Regions from separate parts of the Mus musculus genome. Here regions 1, 2 and 4 are each linked to region 3. A link is a contact called in public HiChIP or PLAC-seq data. All regions are on one chromosome and are shown on one strand. Each heading gives the region's core, a stretch centred on a gene start, on an enhancer-like site or on the middle of the called end of the contact. The rest is flanking DNA. Distances are from core to core; before and after follow the strand shown. Region 1 overlaps Gm19619 (predicted gene, 19619). Region 2 holds the start of Mthfd2l (methylenetetrahydrofolate dehydrogenase (NADP+ dependent) 2-like). Region 3 holds the start of Areg (amphiregulin). Region 4 has its middle 39 kb from the start of Gm19619.

Region 1 (6,627 bases), core at 2,250-4,749, 140 kb after region 3:
AGGCACTCGCTAGCAAAAACAACAGAAGTACCCCCCGCCCCCAAGATGGTCTCAGTCTCCTGTTTTTTCAACTGTTGCACACACATAAGTCACTGGCCTGATCTGCTTTCCATTCAGAAACTGGGCAAGAATGGGTTATGCAGGAGAGTAGGAGTCATAATACCATTGCCACACTCAGTGCTGCTTAAACCCAAGCCACATCATCACTAAGTCTGCTATGATCATTCAGTGCCATTTGACAAGCTTGACTGTCTATCTTCTGATCACTAAAATAGGTGTGTGAAAGACCTTTGGTGGATGTTTTAGCTCTCTGGTATATTTCATGCCCACGGCAATCATTGTGATCATAAGTTTATTTCTTATATGCATTGTCTTCTGAAAGACGATGCACTGGTCAGAGGGTCCTAGTCCTTCGTGGTCTTAGACCTCACACTCTGATGCCAGTGTTTACCCAACACTGAAATGCTGACTGTCATATTCCATTTCTTTTACCTGACCCTTAAGAAAAAGAAATTACACAATGTTGGAAACATTTCTCGATTGAAAGAAATACCTTAGTATCTAAAGCACTGCCACATTTAATGCAGCTTAGCATCAGCAAATCCAGGAACAAATTTGCATTCTTTAAGGTCATCTGAATTGATTATGAGAATGAGATCCATTTTCAGTCTGTTTAATCACTTCGGTTTCCAAGCCAACCATGCTGAAGGCTAGACTCGCATGTGTGGTACTTAAAGCAGGGTGGTAGCATCCTTTGCAGACCACGTTCCGTGACCAGTGCTTCATGAAAAGCCTCTTCCCCAACTCCTCTTTAGAACCATAATACCCACGGTGAAATGGTAGCAAAGGCAGATGGAAGTCACTCTTCCTGCCTCACAAAGCTATCACAGCCTTGGAGTTGGTAGTTCCAGGTCTCAGATGCGGGACCATTATTATTTTATTGCTACCATTTCACATGTATCTTGAACAATGTGTATCAAAATACATGACATGCCACCAATCGGTAACTGAACAAGCAAGGTAAAATCAGAACTGTATGACCTAATCTTATGGAACTGCCTACAACTGGCCTCCTCTTCGGTTATTTACCAAGAATCCAACAGTTGCAAGTTTGAGAGGCCATAGAAGAACATGATAGCAAATCCATATTCAGTCTAAACAATCTAGAAAATATAACAGAAAACGGCAAACTACTGTATGAATGTGTACAGACTCTTTCACTAATAAAAATGAAACTGTTGGTGCAAATTCTAGTTTTGCATCTTCCTAGTCATACCACTTTTAAAAATTATTTATGTTACTAAATCTATTTCTCCACAAATAAAAGATATGGCCATAGGTTCTTCCTACGGTACTGTCAAGCTGAAATCGAAGTACTATGGTTAGATGCTTAGTGCTGAGTTTAGTAATGGGACACACTTAAAATAGAGTGGGCATTTTAATTATCACGTATACAATTGTTTGAAAACATATCAAACACAAAAGATAAATGGGTAAAAGAATGCCAGTAGTGGGAGAAAATCTACTCTGGTCGGGGATATGAGGTTCTAGTAAAGAATGTCTTTAGATGGCCTGAGATGGCTTTTGAACATGAGCAGGGGGAAGATGTGAAGCATAAAGTTAAAAGATATGCAGCGATAGACTGCTTTCCCTAGAGGATGCATCCTGAAATAAAGTTAACTTTTCTTTCTTGTGTCTGGGTGTTTTACCTCCGTCTTTATTCATACACCATGAGCATGGCTGGTGCCTGCAGTGACAACAATGGACATCGGATTCCCTGAAACTGCTGTGACAGGAGGCTCTGAGTTACCAGGTGGTTGCTGAGAATGGAACCTAGGTCCTCTACAAGAGTAGCCAGTACTCTTAACCACTGAACCATCTCTCCACCCCCACGTAAATATATTTAATCGGTATGATTTGAGAGTCTTTGTTCCTTTTTGGTACATGAGCTAAGTCTGTTCTAAAGTTATTACGTGCATTTATTAAGTATTAAAAAAAAGATGCATCCTACTCTGTAAGACCCATGTTTCCCCAGTCCCGACTAGCAGAAACCAGGAGCTCTCCATTAGTATTCACATTTGGCTTTAGATTTAAAGACAAATACCATTTACGTTAATTAATTTTTGTCTTGATCTTGCTTTCATGACTGGTCTGGCTTTTCTCATGGAATTCCAATAGTACTGGGGAAAGTAGCATTCTTGGTAGGTATTTTTTTTCAAAGACAAATTCATAGCAGAGTTTACAAATCTCTGCAAAGAAGCCAGATAAAGAATCAGGCTTAACAACAAATATGGCTGAATAAAGACCTTATACAACTGTGCCATGGAGTCAGAGATGGATAGAAGCTTGCGTAGACAAGAGGGCAAGTTTCTCCATGCCACCCATTCACCCTCAGCTTCCTGTTGTGGGCTGATTACATCCTATGCCTTACCTAGATTGTAATGGGGGAAAGTGCTTAACTAGCCTAAGCCGAGTTGTACTCATCAGTTCTCAAATGAGTCATAAAGAGGAAGTGTCTTTATGGCATACAAAGACATTCTCATAGCCATGGCTGTGTTTCCTGTCTGTGACAGCTGAGAACAATAGTGGAGTGGCTCCTTAGTTCTACATTATAACTCTGGTGATCTTACCCGAGCTTCAGTTTTATTGCTCAGATTCCTATAAACATCCCTGAACTTAGGGCTGGGGGTGGAGGGAGAAGACTCAGTGAGTAGAACACTTGTAATATACCCATGTAAGATGCTAAGTGTAGCCGTGAACGTTTGCAACCCTTCTGATGGGGATAGAGATACAGAGACAAGTGGGTCCCTGGAGCTCACTGGCCAGGTTGTCTAGCTGAACTCCTAGTGAAAGAACCCCTATTGAAAATAAGCTGGAGAAAGAATGAGGAAGACACCTGACATAAACACACATGATCACATACACACATGTATATCTGCAAGCACACACACACACACACACACACACACACACACACACACACACACGAACAGGCTCTCTAGGTTATAGTTCCCCAATAGCTTGACCCACTAAAAGCAAAACCAACCACAACATCTTCAATTTTCCCCTAATTTTTTTGTTCTGTTCTTATAATCCCACTGTTTAGATCCTGAACCCACCCCTACCCAGTTCCTTCCAATACACACTCTGAGATTCTCTCAGCTAGTCAAGCTCCCATAGTCTTCCTCGTTCACCAGTAATGAATCAACTTTCACCAAAACTTCCTCATCTACCAAGCATTCCCAGTTTCCACTGGTGCTGCCCTGCTCTGAGTGAGCTTGACTTCTCACCTGACCCTGTAAATGGCTCATGACCAGTCTCCAATCCTCATATCTCTTTTTGATCCAACTCAACATCACAGTCAGTTATCACATCATGAAAACTCTTATGATGCTTCAAACATATCACATGCTCCCACCCACCAGTGAACTAGGAACGCTTAGCCCTGCAGTCAAGGCTATCCTTATCTTTCTAAGCACTCTTCTCCCCAGACTCCCGTTTTCTTATCTATGTTCCATTCAGACCAATCATAAATACCTGCTGTCAACCTTGCCCTTTGGCTGTGTTCCTCTATAATGGTCTTCTAGAGCATTTGGAGTAAATGAAGCACCAGGCTGTCACAATGGCAACTACTTTGGCCATCCACTCTTCCTTGGCTGATTCTCTTTCTTGCCTCACTCTGTGTTTTCTTCCTTTCTTCTCCTAGACTTAATGCACTGAATGTCACAATGTTTGCCCTTTCCTGTACCTTCTGTTTCTCTCATTATAGAGGCAGACCTACCTTTACAGTCTGACCTGAACCTGTATGGCATCCTTGAGAATCCAACCCATGAATAGCCAATGTCCTTGAAACATAATCTACCACAAACCTCTGGCCCTGGTTACTGCAGTTTAAAATGAATGGGAGGAACAACAATATGAACTAACCAGTATCTCCAGAGCTACCTGGGACTAAACCACCAACCAAAGAAAACACATGGTGGGACTCATGGCTCTAGCTGCATATGTAGCAGAGGGTGGCATAGTTGGTCTTCAATGGGAGGAGAGGCCCTTAATGCTAGGGCCAGGAAGCGGGAGTGGATAGGCTGGTGAGCAGGGGTAGGGGGAAGGGATAAGGGGTTGGGGAGGGGAAACTAGGAGAGGGGATAATATTTGAAATGTAAATTAAAAAATATCCAATAAAAAATGGGGAAAAACCCAAAAAATTAAATTAAATTAAATTAATTGGTGCATCTATTCTGAGACAATGCTTCCTATGAACAAGCAAATCTCAGCCAATGATCTCCAACAAGAAGTGACATAGGTCCTTTGGCTTGAAGACTCCTTGCTGGGCTTGGCATTGCAGCTTTAGATCACAGTTCAATTGCAGTTGATTGCAGAATCTCCCAGGATGCTCTCAGCTAGTTTTCCCTCTCTCCCTTTCTATTGGAGCCAGGCTTGCCTGTCTCCTCAGGACCACTCCAGCATTTCTAGTTTCCCTTCTCATTTTCTCATTCAGCATTTCTATAACCAAATGCTCATGTGTTTAGGACACTCTTGGGCAGCCTTTACATCTGTTTCTTGACTTTGTACCATCTTGGTTCCGGAAGCAAATCACAATAAGGGGTGGGGGTGGGGATCTAAAATGTACTTGTCTGATTCCGCTTAAGCTTGCCCTCTATCATATTCTTAAGAATAATGTGATCCTGGTTTCATCAGAAGATGGAGACACTGAGCCTGTCAAGAGAACAGACAAAAATCATCACAGGTCAGAGAAAACTGTAGTACTGCCCTTCCCCCTAGTCCCCAGAGTGACCGCTGTTTCAATGCTATGAACATAAAGCAGGACAGCTATCACTACTGTGCATTGGTAGATGAATATAGATAGGACGAACTTGCTATCTTTTGCCCCATCTCAACACCAGACACAGACACAGAGTGATCACTTTTCACACATCTGAACAGGTGAATAAGTATTTTTTTTATGATGACTTCCTCTATCCAACAAGACTTTTCAGAAAAATGTGTCTTCGTTAAAAAACACCTGTTAATTTGGCCATCATTAGAAGCCCATGTAATCCTGATTCAGCTAATTGCAAACAGGATTCCTTCATCTCTCTGTGACTCAATTTCCTCTTCAGGAAATTGGAGATAATAGTGTTAACTCAGAGTTGTTACTAGATAATAGGTAATTAAAATACATCAAGTGCTTCAAATAGTGCCTGCCATTTGTTAAGTGCTATATTAGTGTTACCCAATAGAATGCCCAGTCTCTTTCAGCTTCTTGTTGGGTCTTCTGGAGTGTGGCCATGACAGGGTCCCTTTTTGTGAACGCTCCATAGCCTCAGTAATAGTGTCAGGCCTTGGGGCCTCCCCTTGAGCTGGATCCTACTTTGGGCCTGTCCTTGGACCTTCATTTCCTCAGGCTCCTCTTCATTTCCATCCCTGCAGTTCTTTCAGACAAGAACAATAATGGGTCAGAGTTTTGACTGTGGGATGGCAACCCCCTCCCTTACTTGATGCTCTGTCTTTCTGCTGGAGGTGGGGTCTACACGTTCCCTCTCCCTACTGTCTGGCATTTCATCTAAGGTTCCTCCCTTTGAATCCTGAGAGTCTCTCACCTCTCAGGTCTCTGGTACACTCTGGAGGGTCCCCTTAACCTCCTACCTCCTGAGGTTGCTTGTTTCCATTTTTTCTGCTTGCCCTCAGGGCTTCAATCCTTTTCCTTCACCCAATTCTAAATCAGGTTCTCCTCTCCACCCAACCCCCAGTCCACTTTCCCTTCCAGATCTCTTTCTCCCTCCCCACTTGTGATTGCTTTCTTCTCCCTTCTAAATGGGACAGAGGCATCCTCACTTGGACCCTTCAGCTTATTGACCTTTTTGAGTTCTGTAGACTGTATCTTGGGTATTCTATACTTTTTGGCTAATATCCACTTATTAGTGAGTACATTCCATGCATGTCCTTCTGGGTCTGAGTTACCTCTCTCAGGATGATATTTGTGCCCAACCAAGAAACAGAAGCTGCTGAGCTCTGTGGTTGAATTAGAGAAAGGCTGGAAAAAGCTGCTGAGCTCTGTGGTTGAATTAGAGAAAGGCTGGAAGAAGCTGAGGAGGAGGGTGACCTTGTAGGAGGACCAGCAGTCTCAATTAACCTGGACCCTGGAGATTTCTCAAACACTGGATCACCAACTAGGCAGCATACAGCAGCTGACATGAGGCCCCCAACACATATACAGCAGAAAACTGCTAGGTCTGGATTCAGTCAGAAAAGATGCACCTAACCCTCCAGAGACTGGAGGTTCCAGGGGGTTTAGAGATCTGGTTGGGTGGGTGGTGAGGGCAGGAACATACACGAGGAGACAGGGGGTGGAGAGGAGGTATGGGATGTGGAACAGTCAGAGGGTGGACGGGGAGGGGTAAAATACGGAGTGTAAAAATAAATAAATAAATGAATGAATGAACAAATAAATAAATAAATAACCAAAAAAAGAACGCACGGTCTCCCATTTTCTAGTCAGAGCCCACTAAAATCTATCAACATCTCTATTGCCTCATCTGGCATTTTTGGGGGTTCTGAGCTCTGACTTTGGGTCATCAGGTTTTACCCAATGACCCAACTCCACAGCCCCAATAATAGGTCTTAGTT
Region 2 (7,234 bases), core at 254-2,753, 210 kb before region 3:
CTGGACACGAACATACATGAATTGAACACGAGAACAGATTGGTGCACCGGACATTAGACAAGACACAAAAGGGAACAGAGTACTCCTGCTATAAGGCCCAGAGAGATATTTCTCTCTGCTTTTTGGGACATTTTCCTCCCTTATGATGCATTTTTTATTAACTGGGGCAATCTGCCTATTCCTTTTAATAAACCCTTTCTTTTCTCACACCTCATGTAGCTTCGGAGAGCTACGGCCTACCGCCTATTACCCAGCTCCTCACTGCTGAACCTAAGTGAACCAGCGCTCGGGTTTAACGCTGTCTCAGCTTAGCCCATACCTTCTCCGGTATGAATTTCCCTTATCCTTTATTTTATGGAGCTCCGAACCAGCAGCGTCTCTTCCAAAAATCCTTTGCCGTTTCTCAGTCCCGAGTTGGTTCACCAATTGTTGTGTCCGGCCAGCAGACCACAACCTGGGTTCTAGCCTGAAAAGGCATTTTGGAAACCTGGAAGAGAAGAGGGGCTAGGTGGCGAGAGAAAAGAATGTAGCCAAGACAGTTACTCTGATCAAGGCTCAAATTTTATTGTTGCGACACTAGTTATGAAGGAAGGGGGAGGGGACCCGATTCCCGCCGAATAATCTCGGGTCCAGTAGAAAGGTGCACGTGTGTGGCTCCTCAGGTTCCAGCAGTGGGCGTGGCAGAACGAATGAGCAGGAAGCTCCACCCCTGAGCAAGCAGGTTTCAGGCTGGGGGAGGGGAGACTACACTTGTATATTTGGGGTACAAGTTCACAACAAGTATTTTACAAACACCCACCCCTCAACGAAACTTTTTCCTTGCCTTTTCATTCTCTTAACAGGTTTATTTTTCCCCCACAGCAGAAATTTAAATTTTTTTTATACACTATGATAAAGTGTTACATAAAAAGTCTCGATGCCAAGATTTTCTTCTATGTTTTCTTTCTGTGATTAAATGCCTTCTACCAGACAGACATTGCACCACTGTTCTTGATGGTTTTTTCACAGAACAAGCTCTCTAACATCTGGGACTTTCCATAACTAGTTTCCTCAGTCAGACAGTAGTCTAAACAGCTCTTGCCCCTCGCATCACTGCCACAGCTTGACCTTGGGAGGAATATTTCCTGTTAGCTTTGCAGATGATTTTTGCTTTCTCATTGCAAACTCCCTCTGCTTTAAGGTTCCACAAACTCTAGGATCTTCTGGAAGTGTCAAGGATGCTGAAGACTGATAGAAATCCCAAGGACATCTTTGTTTCTTCCTCTCCTTGAGTTTCTTTTTCAATGCATCTTAAGGTCGCACAGGGAGTGAAAAGCAAAGACCTGCAACAACTTTACTGCTCCAAGCTGCCCTCCCTGTAACCATGGAAACGAGACCAGGGACTAGAGCTGGGCCTGGGGCACAAGGGGGCCTTGCTGCCTGCAAGAACGGCCGAGGACTTCCCTGTGCTCCCGTGGCGACAGCGTGCACGGGTTGGAGCCAAGTCGCCCGCCACCCCGCGGCCACCAGCGGTGCCGCCTCTGCCTTCTCGGGGCTCGGCCCCGCCCCGCGCCCCGGAACCCTGCTGAGGGCCCCGGGCGTGTCGCTGAGCTGACCGCGGGACCCCCGGAGGCGGACGGCGAGGCATGGCGACGCGGGCCCGCGGCTTCTCGCTGCTCCGGGGCCGTCTGGGCCGAGGGCCTGTGCGAGCCCCGGGCGTCGCCGAGCGCGCGTGGCGCGGCTTCGGGAGCAGCGGCCGGAGGTAGGAGCTGCGGGCAGGGGCCGCGCGCTGGGCGGCGGCGGGGCCTGCGGAGGCCCGGGGTGGCCGCGGTGCGAGGCGCTCAGGCAATGGGCCGCGGCTTTGTTCAGACTGTTCTTGTGCGAGGAGGAGTAGGCGCTGTGCAGACCTGTAGTCCAGCGTTTCTGTTTCTTTAGTCCTTTGTCACCGGCTTGCTGTAATCTTTCCCACCTCGGAATGTCTTACAGTTTCCTTAAACTGCATGCAGTCCAGGCTGGCCTCTCCGCTTGTAGGGCGCTTGGCAGCCTTCGGATTTGGTTGCTGCCCGGGACAATGAAAAGACACCGTGGTGCCCAGGAACAGGCCACGCTGCCGCAGCGTCCCTTGTCTGCTGGGGAATCCAACCTATGGAACAACAGCAATGCATAGTGTCTTGCCCAGGGCCTTCGAGTTCAGAAAAACTCATTTGTAAACTTCCAGTGCTTCTTAGGTGGCTGGAGACTCTCGCTTGACGGTTTATAGTCACTTTGTGTCCTCAAGGAAAAGTACAGTGAGGCTGTGCCCATAGGTGCTGTGTGATTTAAATTAACTCCCCATCATACGTATTTGGATCTTAGTTTTGAGTCACTGAAATTTAAAGTTCTTTCTGTAGTCTTAACTTCGGAGATGGTTTGTAGTGACTAGGTCTATAGAAGAGGATGTGTGGTAAATGATACAGCTTCGGAATTCTATTGCTGTACACTGTTGGCCTGTAGTAGCAGCGTTGGGATTTGCTGTTTAGCCAGAGTGCTCTCCTCCCTTGGAAGAACAGATTTGTAAGGGTTCTGTTTGCAATCCAGACTTGAAGGGGTTGTCTACCAAGAGTATCCTATTTAAATCATTATCCTTGGAATTTCAAGTTTTTAGTGCTTCCCTCTAGAATAATGGTAATTTTTTTGTTAGTGTATAAGTTGATTAATGTCCCTTCATCAGTTCGATGTCTCCATCTCCCCATTTGCTCCTTGCCTAATTCCTACTGAAACAACAGTTACAACCTCAGTATTTGGTTGTAGCCACATGCTCCACACCCACAAACACATAGATATCCATCCATTCATAGAAACTTCCCATCTTGCAATTTGTAGTTTGGTCTGGTGGCAGGCCTTGGGTTTGAACTCTGATACCTTAGAATTAAAGGTGCAGTCTGTTTTGGAAGACTATTTCTTTCAAACTGTGATGATAAAAGACATTACTTTGTGCCTGCCTGCTTCCCATTCTGTTTGATGCAGATTACAATTATGTAAGAAAAGAAATGCCATTTTGTAGCGTTTTTGCTTTTTAAGACGGCACTAACCAAGTTCGGATATGGTGGTACTTTTTTGACCTTTCTTTTGGCCCTGACCGCTTTACCTGAAGGCAAGGCTGGCTGTGAAGATGAGAAACACCAGCAGACTGGTGTATCTCGGGTGGGGAGGAATTTGGACAGTGTGTTGATGTTTATTGGTGTCTCTTTTCTCTTCTAGGGCCAGCAGAGAGAAGAGACTCCATCTTCCAGAGGTTGCCACTGTCTGCCTCCCCATTCAGTCATCTTTTTAAGTGACACCTCATTTGTCTGGTCCCTCATTGTCACACTTAACATCATTCCTGTTGGCATGACATTTGAATCATAGTATATTTTTTTATTGGAAATTATCCTTGATTACATAAACTCTTTCCTCAGTGACATTAACTATTTTAAATTAACCAATTTGTCACATTTTAGAGCCCTTAAGTGGAAAAAGATTGTTGACGTTTTTTTATTTCTTGTCTCAGTAGACACCTATAAAAATGGAACACACTAAGTATTCTTTACATGGAAGGTTAATTTAGTATGTTGAATTTCAAGAAATAATATTTGATTCAATTTGGAAGCTATAAGATCTCATAACATTATTTACTATTCATTTTGCAATAACTTTTCCCTTCAAAATTCTTTGTTAGCTATCCTATTTATGCATGAAAATTACAGCTTAATAAATGAGGGAAATTAATGTAAATACATAGATGTCTTTCTATTTTTTTTGGAGCTTCTTTTGTTGTGAAAAGAACTACTTACATGGTCAAAAATGTTTAAAAAAATCATCTTGGAGCTTAAATTATTCGCTCTTTGTGGTACTGTGTAGGGATTTTACCAGTCAGGATGGCTGTGGTTTAAAACACTGCATAAGTCTGGGGCTTGTGCTTTTCACTGGGAGGAACTTAGCAGCTGCCAAGCCAGCCCTGTGGGGCAGGAATGTCATAGACTTTGCACATTAGCTAGTACTGGTCTCAAGGAGAGAGAGAGAGAGAGAGAGAGAGAGAGAGAGAGAGAGAGAGAGAGAAACTACCCCACAACAGGGGTAGTTCTGCACGACTTCCATCATTCCTGTAGCTCCGTGCGGTGCCCTGTATGTGTTCTGTGCTCACATTGCTGCCAGAGCTTTCTCAAGCCATGGATTTAGTACATTCTCTTTTTGTTCTCCCTACAGATGCCTTTTAGCCACTGTGGCATTTGGGATGCCAGCCTACAGCTTCTCCACACTGTTTCGCCTTTATGTTTCACTGCCAATGGCTTTATGATATTTGCTGCTGACCTAGCATTTTTAAAAAGCCTCTATTTTTTGGAGTCAGCAAAGGATTCTAGTTTATGATATTTAAATATGTCAGAGTGGGTGGCCTAATAATTTTTAAAGGATGGGTTTTAGTAGTAACAGTACTAACGCCTTCAGAGTCTCCCTTCTCGAACTTACTCAGGACTGCCTTTTCTGCAGAGTTACTGCTTGCTTTAAAGACCGGTAACCCTCCCTGAAGCTTGGAAACGAGACTCCAACTAGGACTATCACAAAAGCTGATTTAAAAAGATTTATTTATTTATTTATTTTTAATGTATGTGAGTACACTGTAGCTGTCTTTAGCCATACCAGAAAAGGGCATCAGATCCCATTACAGATGGTTGTGAACCACCATGTGGTTGCTGGGAATTGAACTCAGGACCTCTGGAAGAGCAGTCAGTGCTCTTAACCACTGAGCCATCTCTCCAGCCCCCAAAGCTGATTTTTTTTAAAATCTAAATTAATTTCAGTGAAGAGAGAACTAGTCATAAAGGCTACCAGTGCAGTTTCTCAAAATTGTACTGTTTGGTTGGCAAAGCTGATCATGTGATCTGTTTCCTGTTGGACTTAGTTATCTAGCTACAGTTTTATTTTCTAAGCAGCTCAGTTGTTTTACACTTGGAAACTAAACTATTTTACCACCTGGTGCATCCTATTTAAATTGTATCCTCTCAAGTCCAGAAATGGTGTACTAATGTAACATCCTCAAGATAAAATCTCAGAGTGTTAGATCATGGCCCTGCCCTGTAAAACATTGGTCACTGTAAGAGGCCAGATCCTACAGCCTGAAGAGAAGCAGGCCACACCTCCTGCAACTCTGTGGGACACTTAGGAAGCCTTGCTATTCTGTGATTTGTTAGTTCCCAATGTGTGGTCCTGCCCAGTGCCTGGTTTTACCATACTCCTTGTCAAGAAAGCTACCCTACGTGTTGTGGGACTTCCACCACCCCTGAAAGGATATGAGTTGGATATTACATTTTCTTTCAGGGGTTCTCTGAAGGCTTCTTGTAAGTCTCCCTCTCATCATCCTGTCCAGAGGATTGATCTCTCGCTCTCTCTCTCTCTCTCTCTCTCTCTCTCTCTCCTTTATTTCTGTTAATGCAGCTCTTTTCTACCTTTCCATGTCTTAAAGGAAGCCTATTCTACTTTCTCTTTAAGGTTGTCTCTGATACTTTATTACACACACACACACACACACACACACACACACATTCATTCATTCATATATCTGTCTATTCTTTTTCTAAAGTGATACTTGTTTGTGTATGGCCATGGGGATTGAACCCAAGGCTATGAAAGTGCTGAGCAAGTTCAGAGAGATATACCTTCGGCATACAAATTATACTTATTTCTATGAAAAGGAGTCAATATAACCCTGGCTAGCATGAAACTATATAGGCTGGCCAAAACTCACAGAGATCTGATTGTCTCTGCATCCTGAGTATTCAAAGTCATGTATTACTACACCTGGCCAAAATATACTTTCTTAAACTCTAAATATAACCAACCAGGTTCATTAGTATTTTCTCAGATCCCCATAATGTAACATATCTTAATGTAGGGTCCCACAGATAGAATTGAGGGAATCCATGAACCTGGAAGGGGTTCTGATCAATTCAGCATTTTTTCCCTTGTAAATACTGGCAACAAATCATGTTAATATTATCATCAGTCACTGCTTGTGAGGTCACTAATACACAGGTATATTCTAACATCACGGTTGATTAAGTTATCCCAAAACATCATCTATTTTCATCACTTTAATAATATGGTACTTACTATAAGACTTACCCCCACCCTAGGCTATCTTGATAAAACTGGTTTCCCTTGTAACTTTGTGTATTCACATCTGAAACCATTCTTCTGAGAATGTGTCCAGGGACTTCTGCAGGTGAACCAAGGCTTCTTGTGGTACCAAATATTTTTCTGGAGAAGAATAGCAATGATCATGTGGGCTCTGGTTGATATATAAAAGTATATCTTTTGGTAATTACTAATTCTTTGGTTTTATTTAAGGATTCTAATTCGGCAAGCTATAAAATTGACATTGGAACGAATCATACACAACAGACTATGCTTTGCTTTATTGCTTTGTTTTTCACAAAGACATGATTTTTCCTAAAAATTGCTTCAAGGTTTGCATGAAGTACTTAAGGTGGGAAATGAAATGCTCATAACACGGTCCCAAACTTAACTTTCATTAGTGTTCACTTATTTTAAAAATATGCCACAAAAGGCTCGGGATTATTGTTGTTAGCATTATTAGTTCTTATGGATATTTTTAACACAAACTTCAAATACTCGTGTTGTACCTGAGACACACAGTGATGAAGCTGAACTCGTGGAGACCTTAGGATGGTTTATGATGATATGAGATCTTCTCATCTTTATAGATTCTAAAGCAGTTCATTGATGCTGTCATTAAAGTTATAATTAAACAGGAGTTTGAAGGACTTGTCAAGTGTCCAAGTTAATTGCTGCATTGGTCTTGACTAAGCTGTGGTATTTATGGAGGAATAGGGTATACAAAAAGTTGTCTTTCTTGTTTATTGGTCTGCTCAGGTTTATTATACTCTATATACTCTGTCTTTGATTATAGTAACCATAGTCTAAGAAAGTTGCATGTTTATAAGAAAGACAAATAAGCTCCTAGAAACATGGCTAAATACGGATGGCTCTCTTCCCATACTGCTCCAGGTTATGCAAATGTGTCTCCATTATTTACGAGAACTAGAAAGTAGAACCATTTTGTAAACTAGCCAGGCAACTCCTAGCCTTACTGTGTAAGATAAGCAGAGAGCATTCTGCCTGTATACACAAGGTAATCCTGGTCCTTTGGAAGCAATTAAGTAATTTGCCTGTGGACCAGGCTTACACCCAACCATTCTGGTTTCCATTGAGTAATTTT
Region 3 (6,955 bases), core at 820-3,319:
AGGAGGAGGAAGAGGAGGAGGAAGGGGAGGAGGAGGAGGAAGAGGAGGAGGAGGAAGAGGAAGAGGAGGAGGAAGAGAAGGAGGTGCTGGCAGCAGAAGCAGCAGCAGCAGCAGCAGCAAGGACAGAATGGACAGGGTCTTTTTCTACCCCAGAACGGATGGGGAGCATCTTTCATCCCCATTGGTGGCCGCCCTAAATCGTACCTTCTTTCTATCCAAACTTCCTGCTCAGAAGGCCTCCCAGGGCCTTTTTCCCTTCCCGCACAGGGCTGTCTGTGATACCTACAGGCCAAATTAAACTACAGCCTCCTTTCCCAGCGTACTGTGAATCAATCCCTTTTATCTGATTTAGTAGATTTACTTAATCATATGTGGCCCACACGACTGGGCTCTCAACAAACATGGTGCTGCTCACTAAATCTCCCTCTTGGTGATTTCCCACACAAAAGTAAAGCACAGTTTACACAAAGTACTCCTTCACCAAACACTGAGTAGAAGTGAGGGCACAGTTCAGGACTTTTCTGTATCTCCTCTCCAAAAGCCCATGTTTTTGTTCTAAGAGTTTAAAACCAATAGTCCTGAAAAGGCTGATTGGGGGAGCTCAGTCAGGGAGGGTCGTGGATAAGGGCAGGAAACAGCTTAGAGAAAGTGTGTCTTGTTTTCTTTAAGCCAAGAGAAATCCATTTCTTTTTTTTTTTTTTTTTAATATTTTTTATTATTACCTATTTTCCTCAATTACATTTAGAATGCTATCCCAAAAGTCCCCCATACCCTCCCCCCCCCATTTCCCTACCCACCCATTCCCATTTTTTTGGCCCTGGCGTTCCCCTGTATTGGGGCATATAAAGTTTGCGTGTCCTGAGCTACTAGAGCATGAGAGTTCGGGGAAGTAACTGCCCTCACTTCCTTTGCAGCTAAATATGCCCCCAGTGGGGTTCGGTTCCCTCTCCTCTCCTCCCCTCTCCCCTCCCCTCCCCTCCCCTCCCCTCCCCTCCCTTCCCCTCCCCTCCCCTCTCCTTTCTCTCTCCTCTCCTTTCTCTCTCTCTCTCTCTCTCTCTCTCTCTCTCTCTCTCTCTCTCTCTCTCTCTCACACACACACACACACACACACACCAGTCTTTCTGCTAGCCCAAATAGCCCCTCACATTTGCTCTGTTGCCTGGGTGGGCCTGGAAGTTCCTCTAGCCTGGGTGCTGGAGTCGCAGATGTGTCCCCATTAGGGCTCTCTCTCAGGCTGGAAATGAGGGCCTCCCTGGATTCTTCCAATTTGAACACCTAAATCATCTTGACAACTTTCCTTTTCTATGAAACTTTCTTCTGCCCAGCAACCCTCTTCTTAAAGGTCAGTTTAGCCCTCAATCTCTTTATCAGAGCTGCAAGGGGCAGATTTCAGTGACAAACTAATTTGAATCAAATCTACATAATGTGTGTTTGAGTTAATTCATTTTTTTCTGCTTTTTACATCTGTCTTTTATTGGTTTGTAAAATAGGGGAGCACACTTATCCCCAGCAACTTATTATTGGTCTCATGATACAGCTCAGGTTAACTTCTCCCTGTAACCTCTACTTCAGTCTCCCTAAGTGCCACTGTCTGGCCACGCCCAGCTAAAACCTTAAGTGTAATTCGAGTAGAAAGACCAGCAAATACTGCAGAGAGGAAGGCCGCAGGGAGGGTGTCTGATTGATAACTAGGTTATTAGGAGTCCTTTAGCGCTTCGTTTATCCTCCTCAAAGTCTTCGGGCTAACATCACTAAGCCACAGTTGCTCTGAAAGCTCCACAAACATCCTAAAATGGGACTTTGGTACTTAATGTCCCGGCCTGCTGTCCTGTTAATGTATATGCAAAGAGTTTCTTTGGGCTGTCAGCTCCTCAGCACCACTCTAACTTAAAACACAACGCGAGTGGGAAAGTTTCTCCCCGCGTAATCAGGGCTCGATCCCCACTTCCTCCCGCGTCAGCTGGGTTTTTGGAGTAGTAACCTCCCGCCTCCACCCAGGGCTGGTCCGTGACGTCACGGGCGGTGGCTCCAGCGGGTCTATAAAAGCAGCAGGTGCTCGCCGCACCCTGGATCCCGCTTCCTTCGCTCCCTTCTGACCCGCGGCCACCGCCCGGACATCTCCAGCTGAGCCTGAGGCGCTGGCCGCTCCAGCCGTCCGGAGCCCGGCGGGCTGGGCTTCCCTGCGCCGGTGCTCGCCCGCTGCTCCGTGGTTCCGCTGCTCCCGCCGCCCGGAGCCGCTGTCGTGTTGCTGCAGAGACCGAGACGCTGCCGGCCGGTGGAACCAATGAGAACTCCGCTGCTACCGCTGGCGCGCTCAGTGCTGTTGCTGCTGGTCTTAGGCTCAGGTGAGCATCCGCCACCTCTCAGGTTGTTGCCCCTTGAATGCTGCTGCCTCTTGACATTCCCCAAACGTCAGGGAGCAGATCCCCTTAGCTCATACCCCTGAAATTGCTCATGCTAGGAGGGTGAGAGAAGCAGACGAAGTCTCTAGCATGACCCAAGGTCTCTAGCATGACCCAAGGACCAGCTGATGGAAACCTAAGAGGTCATTTTAGCCCACCCTTTTCTTTGATAACTAAGGAAACTGAGGTCCAGGCAGGTGAAGTAGTTTCTACAAAAGTAGTTAATCCAGGAGGATTTGAAGGAGGGCTCTTTGCCTTCTGTCTCCATTCTTCTGTCTAGTGATTTTATTTTTCCCTCTCCAAAGCAGACTCAAAGTGTTCAGAGGTTGAAAGCATCGCTGCCAAATGCTGTCTTGATATTAAAAAAAAAAAAAAGAATTAAAATGAAATCAAGGACTGAAGCTCAGGACTCCTCCAAGGGGTTACCCGGCTCTGAACCTTTTCTCTGTGTGATAATAATAGATAAAGACGGTAAAAACCGTTGCTCTTTGCCACTATTGGCACTACCTTTTGCATCTTATGTACAGATTCAATGGCTGTAAACAAGAGTTAAAATGTATCAGTACCGGTCAAAAGATGGCAGGAAAGCTTTGGAAAAGCGCACCCAAGTTAGACCCGAAGGGTGTAGGCCACTTAGACATTGCGGGTTACGTGATTCTGGGGGCATTGCCTTGGCAGGACTTATCCAATTGTGGAAATTAATGTAGGCGATCTGGAAAAGAAAACCCAGATAAAAGAAACTCAGTAATTTGGGCAACTGAGTTTGCTTCTTGGCAGACTGGGAAGTTGCTTCTATGAGCGACTCAGTCAAACAAAACAAAACAAACAAAAAACAAATCCCAACACCCAATAGCACACATGCAGTAACTGTTTGATATGAGGAGACACACATGTCTACACAGCAATGCTCACTTACTGAGACAGAAGTATCCGACTCATCTCTTCTTATTCTCTCCGTCCCTGCAGGCCATTATGCAGCTGCTTTGGAGCTCAATGACCCCAGCTCAGGGAAAGGCGAATCGCTTTCTGGGGACCACAGTGCCGGTGGACTTGAGCTTTCTGTGGGAAGAGAGGTTTCCACCATAAGCGAAATGCCTTCTGGCAGTGAACTCTCCACAGGGGACTACGACTACTCAGAGGAGTATGATAATGAACCACAAATATCCGGCTATATTATAGATGATTCAGTCAGAGGTGAGTGGAGGGCACAAGGAAAGCGTTGTCTGTGAGATGCGGGTTTTACCTCTGCAAAGTGGCTTCAGAAGGGAGATGGCTCAGTTTTCTAAAGGCTTTGTAGGCGTGGCTATTGCGAGTCCTCAGAGCCACGTGGAGGTTGCATCCTGAAAGTCCAAGGCATTCATCAAAACCTCATGTGCATGTTTAATGTTTGCAACTCTGGTACATAGACATAACTGTGCTCATTTTACACAAGAATTGAAGCTCAGAAAGGTTGTGTGCCGCCCCCCTACCCCCTTTCCCGCCTCTGGGAACAAGCAACTGAGTCAGATTCAGAACCTCAATCTGTTTGACTCCTGGGATGATGGTCTTTTCCAATATGCGACATGACCTCCATTCTGGGAGCATAGGTCGTCATTAACCATTCCTGTGAGCCTTGTAGCTCAACATTTGTGTCCCCTCCCCCACACTACCTGACTTAAAATAACTGCATTCTAACACAAATAAGGGGTCAGAAGGAATAATGACGAACCCTAGAAATGTTAAAGATGTATGTGTGGATTTTATTTTTATCCAAACTACTGATCCCTGGTTTGGTTGTTTTTTTGTTTTGTTTTTTCTCTCCTATCAGACAGATGTTTTTTTTTTTTTTTTTAAATAACGTTTTTTGTTTTTGTTTGTTTGTTTGTTTTGTTTTGTTTTTTGAGAGATAAAAGCTCACCACTCTCATTTTACTTTGTCATTTGGAGAGAAGAGGCCATTGATAAGTCAGATCTTGGAGGCAGGGCGAGGTGATATCAGAGTTCATTAAGGTCTCTTAAGACTTCCCTAGCAGCTTCCCTGACTCCTCCTCCTCCTCCAATGGAGTCTCCCAGAGGGGAGGAGGAATGAAGGAGGGACAGAGGCAGAGACAGGGATAAACCTCCCTTGGTGAGCATTCTATGACAATACCTTGCTTCTCAATCTTTTTTTTTTTCAATTTATTTATTTATTTTTTAATATTTGTAGTAGGAAAGGGGATTAGGTTGGACCATCAAGGCGTCCGGCAGCCTGTTAAAGGTGTGTTAAGTTACTAACAGTTCTGGAGGTCAACTTCTGGAGCGAGCAAGAGGCTAGCACCTAGAAAGAACTGCGGTGACACATGTACAAAGCTGAGACAGTTGCTGGAGCTCTTTTGGAAGGCTGTTTGCTTAAAATACCCAGAGGTATCTTGTCTGTCGAAACACTTCAGCACAGTGACTATTATTTGGCTTAGACTTCTAATCTATCTGATAAAATGTAGTGATAATTCATTTAAGACAATTCCCCTAGAGGGCTTACTCTAACTTGCACTTTATAATGATCAAAAGAACTTTTCTGTCGAAACACTGCATGGCCACGTATTTAACAGTACTTCTAATTTAGCTTTTGTTAATTCTCTTAAAGTCAACTCCTAAAACATTCCTAATAGTTATCCTTTTCTTAAGACAGAGGCCCTGCCTTTGACACCCCTGTAAGCCTTCTATTAACACGTCTCTTGTGTTCTGTGCAACGGGTGCTTGCAAACCCTTTGGGACTAGTGGTGTTTTCCCTTCTTGGGGTCTCTGTTTGCTAAATGCTTTGTCATACACTTCTAGTCAAGGACCAGCACAACAAAATGCACCTTCCCTTTCCTGCCTTTAGCATGTAATTAGCCACACCTTTCGTAGTCCTAAGACTCCAGAGCTGATAAGTTGAGGTGACAGTCTGAGGCATCAGGGACAAATATTTCCACGCTATTTTAAATAGATTGAACACAACAGCGAGCCCCCCACCCCGCTGGAAGGTATTTGTCGTTGTTATTATTAATAATAATGATGACTAATAATAATAATAATAATAAATACTTTCCAGCTTTCTCCACCTCAAGCGGTACCCACTAACTTCCAACTTAAGACAGGGAGCCTGAGACGTGTGTGGGCAAGTAAAATCAGATTTGTCTCACACCACAATCTTAATGGCATTGTCCTTCTTCAAAAGAACATGATAGAATGGAAAAACAAACAAACAAACAAACAAAACAAGCTGAAATGTGGGTTCCAGCTGCTTGTCCTAGAATATGAGTCTTGTCTTCACTGAACTATGTATTTACCTCTATGTCATGCGAGGTCCAGTACATCTAACTACAGGCATACCTAGGTAAAAGAATTCAAGTGGCATGCAACAGAGGTTACTGTGCACTGCCCGATAGAGCTATTCTGTGCAGCTTTATCATGTGTGTGTTGCTTTAATTAATGAGGCCAAAGTAGCTCTCAGTGCTGTGATTTCTGGGTCTCACGTAACCCAAATCATTTTGAAGACGAAAAGAGAACGTGGGCAGTCGTAAATCTAATCTTACTTTGTCAAACTTCCTTTCTCTCCAGTTGAACAGGTGATTAAGCCCAAGAAAAACAAGACAGAAGGAGAAAAGTCTACAGAAAAACCCAAAAGGAAGAAAAAGGGAGGCAAAAATGGAAAAGGCAGAAGGAATAAGAAGAAAAAGAATCCATGCACTGCCAAGTTTCAGAACTTTTGCATTCATGGCGAATGCAGATACATCGAGAACCTGGAGGTGGTGACATGCAAGTAGGTTTGTTTCCTACACAACACCTGAAATCCCCATCAATAGAAACTATTCACTTTTCCAGTGTGTAAACCAAGGATTTCATGAGCCAACATTATGTTTGTACAGGCAATTAAAATATAAGCATGTAAATCTAGAAAAAAGATTCTTAGCTTAAAGGCTGTAACAAATAGCTTTATGGCTACTGGTGCACAGTATCATTTTATTATAAATATTATATGTATGCAATGTATATATATATGTGCCTGTACATATATTTTAAGCCTTAAAAAAAACTTAAAGTATTTATCACACAACTTTTCATGTTGTTCTAATGTCCCCAAACCCTCTCAACGCACTAAAACTAAACTAAATGATAGAGGAATGTATTAGCTGTGACACCAGGAGTCAAAGTCATCGCTTGGTCCTAAAAGAACAAGAAGCATGAGTCACAGTGTCTTCTGGGAATATCCCACCCACACCCAAACTAATCACAACTTGTTCTTAAAGGCCTTTAGCTAGAATGTATTCTATGTTTCACGACTTTGCAGAATAGACAATGGCGTGACCTCTCTATGTTCACTTAAGTGACCGTATCATTAGGTAGTATGTTTGAGATGCAGAAAACCTTATCAACACCTGTATTTATGAAATATGATGTTGCAGTTGTCATCAAGATTACTTTGGTGAACGGTGTGGAGAAAAATCCATGAAGACTCACAGCGAGGATGACAAGGACCTATCCAAGATTGCAGTAGTAGCTGTCACTATCTTTGTCTCTGCCATCATCCTCGCAGCTATTGGCATCGGCATCGTT
Region 4 (7,048 bases), core at 443-2,942, 180 kb after region 3:
TCACCAAACACAGTCAGACTTTCAGTATATTCATCTAGCTGCATCTCTTTTTCACAAATATTTTAAAAATCAAAGATCTTACGTGAGCATGCTTGATTCACATGGCACTCAGTACAAGGACCCTAAGATCTGGCGCTTCCTCTTCATCTGTCGTAGACAGTCCTTTCCTTCCACCTGCACATAGCATCTCTCCAGCAGAGACATCTCCTTCTCCATTTAGTCTAGAAGATGGGCCCCAGGACTGAGAGCTGAGCATCTGACTAGCTGGCACCGGTGGGCACATGATTTCTGCTCATGGATCTGAGTAAACCGGGTGACTATTGATACGTGTTGGAATTCATCAGTCTCTGTTGAATAGATAGTCTCGTTTATGGCTCAACCTGATCAGTTTGACCTGAGATAGCACAACTTAACCTGTGGATTCTATGTGTGCTTCTTGATATCTTGCATTTCTGAGCATAAATTAAGCTTCAAATGGTTGGATAAGTTTCCCTTACCTCTTATGCACCCACTACCAACAGCCCTCCCAAGATACAAGTCTAGATTTTGAGAATATAGTTGCCATCCACTAGAAGGATCCCTCATAGTTGGGTCTGCGTATTAAGACAGGTAGTGAGGAGCATCTCAGAGAACCTGAGTACAGGTAAAACTCTGTGAGTGCTTCTACTGGAAACACTTAACATTTTCTATGTTTTTGGTATAATACAAGGAATGCTCATGCTATCCCCAGGTATATTACTATCCTATGTTTTCTATACAGGAAGACAGATATTTTGAAAAGTTCAATGATCAGTCAATGATAATTTAAAACCCACATTGTTTTTGCTTGAAAACTATACCATCTTTTGGAACAAATATTAAATTCCCATTTTATAAGTCTAAAGAAGTTTCTTCGTGACTTCAGGCACTTGCATGACCCTTTGTGGTGTACATAGCACAGGCTCATCTGAGAGGTATGAACGCTTGGGAATCAGTGCGCACCTCAGCAACGCGCTTCCCACGATTCTACCGTTAACATCTCCAGAGCAGCAAACATGCTGCAGAGCTCAGAGATCCACCATGGGAAGTCACACCACAAACAGGGCAGGAGTGGCAGTCAACCTTATGAGTCATTCGGGACAAGGGTCAGCGAGCTTTCCCATGACAAGCCAGATAGGCAGCACTTTTCCCTGGGCAGGACACCCCACATCTATGATCAAGATGCGCCGATCATAGAGCTTTGCCACACATAGGCATTCCATATACAAAATTAACCAGAGAAAGCAGTTGAGAATTCTAAGTTTTGAAATAGCTGTGATGCTGGAAAAAGCCTAGGCTTGGCTGACAATAACCTGTGATTACTCACAAAGCAATATCAGTCTTGAAACTGGTTCCAGGGGCTGAAATAATGTGTAGTGTCCAGGAAGGGCACTTTCCTGGGTTTGTGTAGGAAAGCCAATAGCTGCAATCCTCATGGGTTTCATGCTTTAACCACTTGGAAATTACTCTACCTTCCAGGTTAAGCAGGTTCTGTAATTCCTAACCAGCAACATTTGATATTTTCTATAGACTAGGGGCTCCTTTGGGGTTGCTCTTCTCCCATATTTTGTGTGAAAGCTCTTTTCTCCTTTTATGCTGCGCCTAGAACATGAGTTCCATTCAGACTCAGTAAAGAAGGCAGCAGAGGTCTTAAACTTTAAGAGGAGGAAATGAGTCAGTGAGATTGTGGTGTGCTCTTCCCAGCATGCTCAGCGGTGTGGAAGGACTGTCAAGGAAACAGAAGAACGCAATTATTTTGTTTCTTCTATCCAAGTCTATTTACAATGTCTTTCTCCTAATCTTAACCTGTGAGTCATGACCCTCATGGGGGTTGAATGACTCTTCCACAGGGGTCACATAATCAGATATCCTTCAGCTTGGATAATTATACTACTATTCGTCACAGTATCAAAGTTATGAAGTAGCAATGGAACAATGTTATGGTTGGGTTCAGCACACCATGAAGAACTGTATTAAAGGGTCACAGCTTTGGGAAGGTTGAGATCCTAGAACTTTTCTATAAAGACTGAGAAACAGGGAGTCCCACACCACTTGGATCCAGGTCAGGGGAGCCAAACACCTGAGGGAGGCTTAAGAACTTAAGAACTTACTCTTGACTCTTCTATGACATGTGACTGTTTTTTTAAGGGTCAGACCTAGTTAGGAATTCTCCTTCATATTGACCCTTTTATCCTCTCTCTAGAAAGAGTGTATTAATATCAGGAGCTGGGGCAACTATTTTGCAGTAGTGAAGTTGATATTCAAGAATAGCGGGACAGAAAGACAGGAGAAGCTGCTTTGACATCCCCAAGTGACTGTAACAACGCTGTTATTGAATGAGAAGGCAGTATCCTGACTGGTGACACTCCTGTGACAAGCACTTCTATTTGGATTTGAATGAATTTCTAACCAATACATGAATACATGTTCCATAGCCATTAAAACACATACTATGAGAAAAAGAATATTAGCCAAATTGTAATGATGAATTAAAACTAAGAAAAAATAAACTGTCCTGTGGGCAGAGAGATTAAGAAACTTAAACCAGATAAGTATATAAGGTGATACAATATATTGAATGTCTCAAGCTTATTTCTTTCTCCCACTTAATGAATAGTTTTACTATAATAAATGTTAATAAATATTACTATGTAAAATATTATAAGGGGTCAGAGAGGTGACTGTCTAAAAGCATTTCTCAATTCCCAGCATCCAAAGGGCAGCTTATGTCTCATATCTAACTCCCGTCCCAGAGGGTCCAACACACTTTTCTGGCCTCTGACAGCACCATGCCCACATATGATTTATAGACATACAAGCATGCAAAATACCCATGTACATAAAATGAAAATTAAATAAGGGAAAAATATATAGAAAATAATGATTTTTAAGCAAAGACAAAATATCACATATTTACGTATGTCTACTAAATTATTGACTGTCAATGTTTTCATCTATGTATTTATCTGTAACTATTTATCTTGATTTATCATGTCCTAAATGAAGTGCCTCCTTTATACATCACAAAACCACAATCAATGTCATTTATCCTACCACAATTGTCTGAGTGGAATGACTTAAGATAATGTAAGCTCCCCCACACAGTATTTAATTATAGAATTGCCTTCTTGGAAACTACATGTCTCCATCCCATGACTACTCTCAGGTTGCTTCACAGTTTATTTATACTCAAAAAGAAGGCCACTGCAGAGACGAGAGGAGGCAAAGGCAGGAGTGAAGCTGCCATAGCCAAGCTGGCACCTTCCAGAAGCTTCTAGAGCCAAGAAGAGGATCTCCTTGGAAGCACTTGATTTTAATTCATTAAAACTGACTTTGGATTTTTGGCTTCTAGCATTGTAACAGGTAAATAATAGAGACTTAAGCTGCTGTGTTTGCTGTGGTGCCTATAGCAAACTAATAAGTGTGCCAAACTGACATCTTTAGTTCAACTGGCACAGAATATAGCTCATTAGTATAAGAGGACACATTCTTAACTAGTCTCAACTTGATGAAAACAATATTTCATGGGTTGCATAGCAAGAAAGGATAACTGGCATGTAAAACAGGTATAGTTTAATATGTCCGCTGTGAAGATTCCCAAGGTAGGAGTTCCTAGGAATGGGAATGCTTGATGTGTTCTGGGGCCTGAAATATTCCCTAATTGCTAGAGAATACTCATGACAGCTTCTCTCATCCTTAGCAATTAGGGAGAAACGCCATTGCTTTGTTACTACACATCACCCCTCCCCTACATTCAAGGAGAGGTACGGAAGGAACACTACAGAGAAAATATAAAGGCGCTTTTGATGAAGATAACAGTTTGTTTGACTCGGTTTACCATAATTGCTATTTTCTTGATGCCTCTGATCACATTTTAACACACAAATAAAAAATGTGGGCTTCGCTTACAATCCACAATCATTTCCTTTTTTTCCAAACAGTTGTTCACTGAGACATCTGCCAAAAAGATTAATGATTTTTCCCAAGAAATATTTAGAAGCTTGTATAACTTAGTCTGGGCCCTGGGTGAGCACACTCCAAGATTAGGTGCAGTTGACCAAGGGAGTCAGGTGACTGGTCCCACCTGTAAGTTCTTTATTGGCAAACCAAGGGCTCTCAAGTGATCTTTAAACAGTAGTTTTCACTTTGAAATGTGTGATGTCAGAAAAATGTCAAAAATCTGTTTTATGTTGCTTTGTCGAGTGATTTTTCTGTGTGTCTTAAAATTTTATCAAAAGCAACAATTCCAATCAAAATCAGAAAACAGAAGGGAAAGGAAGAACACTGTACGTTGGTTTTTTTTCATTTCTGTTCTAAGATGAATGCATATGCCATCACTTTGCTTGCCTGACATCAAAGGAGACTCTTTCACACTAACCCTGCCCAGGTCTGTGCTAAGATTTGCTGGCTGCGGGCACTAAGTGAGTTCCCTCATGGCTCTGGATTAGTTCTTTCTAGAGTGTCTCAAGATTGCCAAAGGGCATCACAGAGTGTGACATACTCAAGTACCTATGGTAGTGAAACTGAACAAACTCAAACAAAACCCATTTTTGACAACATCTACCTGCACAGAGTATACAATCGAATCAAGGTTGCTTAGGCCTTAGTCTCACTTTTGACTTGTGAGGCAGTTGCTGGAATCCCATGCTGCCTCCTTCAGCTCTCCAGTCTTTGAGATCCATGGAAAGCACAGAATGAGAGATGAGTTTATTGCAGTGAAGTGTGGAATAATCTCAGAGAGCCAATGGCTGGAGTCACTCTCTGCAACTGTAAGCCCAAATAGACTCTTCCATAGTTGCTTTTTGGTCATGGTGTTTGCTCATAGCAATGAAAAGTAGCTACCACACTGCTGAAGCACAAAAATATACTACCTACATGGCTAGCCTAAGAGGACATGATATGCTGTCCAAGAGAAGTTCTATTTTGTCTGATCTACCTTTCTTCCTTCTGGGTTATTATGGATGGGTGGGTAGATGGGTGGATGTAACAGATGGTTGGATGGATGGATGGATGGATGGATGGATGGATGGATGGATGGATGGGTGGGTGGATGGATGGATGGGTAGATGGATGGATGGATATGTCCTTTATAAATGAAAGCATCTACTTTATATAAAAATTCTATTCCAAAGTGCCATTCAAAAATTCTCTCTCTCTCTCTCTCTCTCTCTCTCTCTCTCTCTCTCTCTCTCTCTCTCTCTCTCTCTCTCTCTCTCTCTCCCCAAAATGCAGGCCATCTGTGCAGTCTTCCATGCCATTGATGAAATGATCATCAGTAGATAATGATATGACAGTTATACAATAGATCAAAAGCCATCCCCAGTTCTGACAGTAACATTGTGTTCTCTGCATTCTGAAAGCCGGGGTAAAGATTCAGGATACAAATAAATACAAATAACGATAAACTATTCCACAGTTTGTATAATACCTATAAGCAATGATCTAGAAATGACAACTGAGTCATCCAGGCAGGATCATCAGTGACATCAAAACCTCCCCTTCAGATCCTCAGATGAGGAAGCTGAAGGCCAGAGAGGTGAAATGTTTTACTAAAGGACACTCAGCTAGCAAAGCCAGATCTAAGATGCATATCCGGTCTGCTGCTCTTTGAATAAGTGCAAAAAATGCAAGTTCTCAGCTTAAGTTTATTTAGAATTAATGTCACCTTTAACTCCATGAATCATTTGGCCAAGGAGGTCTTTCTTTAGTATGTTTTCATTTAATAAAATATGTTTTCATTAGTAAAAAACATTCTAAACAGAGGAATTGTATCCCCTGGTTGTGTCGTCATCAATGCTGCCGAAGGTTATTTACATAAGGTTTGTCCCCCAAACCAAGATTGTCAAGGGGCCTTGCCTGGCTTGTCCCTCCAGATTTTAATCTTTTCGTACTCAGGGCTGCATCACGGTACAAGCAGGCTTACTGACTACTCAGATGAACCCCAGGCAAACTAAGAGCTAAATGTCAATTGTGGTTAACTGAAACTTAGATCAAATAAAAATCTTAACATGGAAAACACTAATATTCTACATCATCTGTTTTTATAAACAAAAGTCATAATCTGGAAACGTAAGTGAAATTACACCTTGATGTAAAATGTAAAAGTAGAAAGAATAATCTCAAATTGCCTATTTTATGGTCATATATTTCAGTCACGTATATACATATAAATTAAATTATGTTCATTTTTACTTTAAAACCATCCCTAATGAGATAAACTTTATTTGCACTTAGCTTCACCTTCAAGAAACATGAGGATTTAGACAATCCAATTTTCTGAATACTTCTAGTTTCTTATTTGTCCATTAAAGGAAAAAAAAACCTAGAATTGAAGATTTCTGAGTTCCTGTCCAGCCATGGTGGCTACAGTCTTTACATGCTCCATATTGTGCAAGGAGAAAGTGGGACACAAACTCACATGTGTTCACACTGTGAGGTATAAAATCTAATTCTGACCCAAGATACTGAGTACTCAACTTCTATTCCTCTGGTACATCAAAGGGACACACATGCAAATGGGAAAGCTCCCACTAGTTAAAGCTACACAATTTTACACAGAAAATAAATGGAGTGGTATTGCCTTGAGCTATAAGACACAAAATAAATAAATCCATACTACCATGAACACATTATTAAATGATGCTTGTATATGTTCGGCCTTCAGGGAGCTGGAACATAACTCCCCACATTTAGTGTGTAGGATTTGAGTGACTTCCTTCCAAAAGAACTTGATGAAGAAGAGATAAACAGAAGGGTACTTGCTGTGGAGAAATTGCCCTCAGCCAGGTGACCCAGGTGAGCGCCAGCTTTGCTGGCCACATAGTACCCATGATGCCATACTATGTGTCTCCTATAAAGGCATCCATGAAAAGAGAAGCAGGGAGTGCTGGGTTGCATGAAGTCTCCTTGTCACCATCACAGCTAAATGATATCTGCACTGGTGTAAAGAGCACACCTTAATTTATGTACTTTATTATGCGTTCTTATTTATTTGGGGGAAGTGTCACTGGGGAGAGCAGTCTGCAGGTGC

Evidence for each region. HiChIP or PLAC-seq counts read pairs in DNA pulled down with a chosen protein or histone mark.
Region 1: a contact with region 3 is called in an H3K4me3 HiChIP or PLAC-seq map of bone marrow-derived macrophages, with 4 times the contacts expected there. The contact joins the enhancer-like site here to the promoter of Areg in region 3. A contact is called at or near these places in 7 of 39 promoter capture datasets (the 3T3-L1 cell line, 3T3-L1-derived adipocytes, cranial neural crest and 4 more), 3 of 484 Hi-C or Micro-C datasets (cortical neurons, multipotent progenitors and nephron progenitors), 4 of 115 datasets of contacts at active chromatin or transcription factors (bone marrow-derived macrophages, hepatocytes, intestinal villus epithelium and 1 more) and 3 of 9 other capture datasets (adipose tissue, liver and pancreatic islet).
Region 2: a contact with region 3 is called in an H3K27ac HiChIP or PLAC-seq map of microglia, with 6 times the contacts expected there. The contact joins the promoter of Mthfd2l here to the promoter of Areg in region 3. A contact is called at or near these places in 12 of 39 promoter capture datasets (the 3T3-L1 cell line, 3T3-L1-derived adipocytes, cranial neural crest and 6 more), 1 of 115 datasets of contacts at active chromatin or transcription factors (microglia) and 1 of 9 other capture datasets (adipose tissue).
Region 4: a contact with region 3 is called in a FOXA1 HiChIP or PLAC-seq map of pancreatic cancer cells. The contact joins the enhancer-like site here to the promoter of Areg in region 3. A contact is called at or near these places in 1 of 39 promoter capture datasets (liver), 1 of 484 Hi-C or Micro-C datasets (trophoblast stem cells), 1 of 115 datasets of contacts at active chromatin or transcription factors (pancreatic cancer cells) and 1 of 9 other capture datasets (adipose tissue).

What each region holds. Positions count from the first base shown.
Region 1 is chr5:91,276,187-91,282,813 of GRCm38.p6, forward strand. It overlaps Gm19619 (predicted gene, 19619), which reads right to left. Exons shown (of 6, transcript NR_040428.1): 2 at 5,234-5,432; 3 at 3,538-4,716. Among named protein-coding and RNA genes, the nearest start is that of Gm19619, 3.6 kb to the right of the region's middle. Within about 2 kb of position 3,500, at least 42 of the 459 cell types and tissues checked have an H3K27ac peak or open chromatin away from gene starts, as enhancers often do. A contact at or near this core is called in bone marrow-derived macrophages and intestinal villus epithelium, where this site is marked.
Region 2 is chr5:90,929,693-90,936,926 of GRCm38.p6, forward strand. Mthfd2l (methylenetetrahydrofolate dehydrogenase (NADP+ dependent) 2-like) reads left to right here and starts at 1,504. Exons shown (of 8, transcript NM_026788.1): 1 at 1,504-1,741. The coding sequence starts at 1,626.
Region 3 is chr5:91,137,530-91,144,484 of GRCm38.p6, forward strand. It overlaps Areg (amphiregulin), which reads left to right and starts at 2,070. Exons shown (of 6, transcript NM_009704.4): 1 at 2,070-2,345; 2 at 3,369-3,596; 3 at 5,960-6,161; 4 at 6,805-6,955. The coding sequence starts at 2,285.
Region 4 is chr5:91,318,824-91,325,871 of GRCm38.p6, forward strand. No RefSeq gene overlaps it. Among named protein-coding and RNA genes, the nearest start is that of Gm19619, 39 kb to the left of the region's middle. Within about 2 kb of position 1,693, at least 21 of the 459 cell types and tissues checked have an H3K27ac peak or open chromatin away from gene starts, as enhancers often do. A contact at or near this core is called in pancreatic cancer cells, where this site is marked.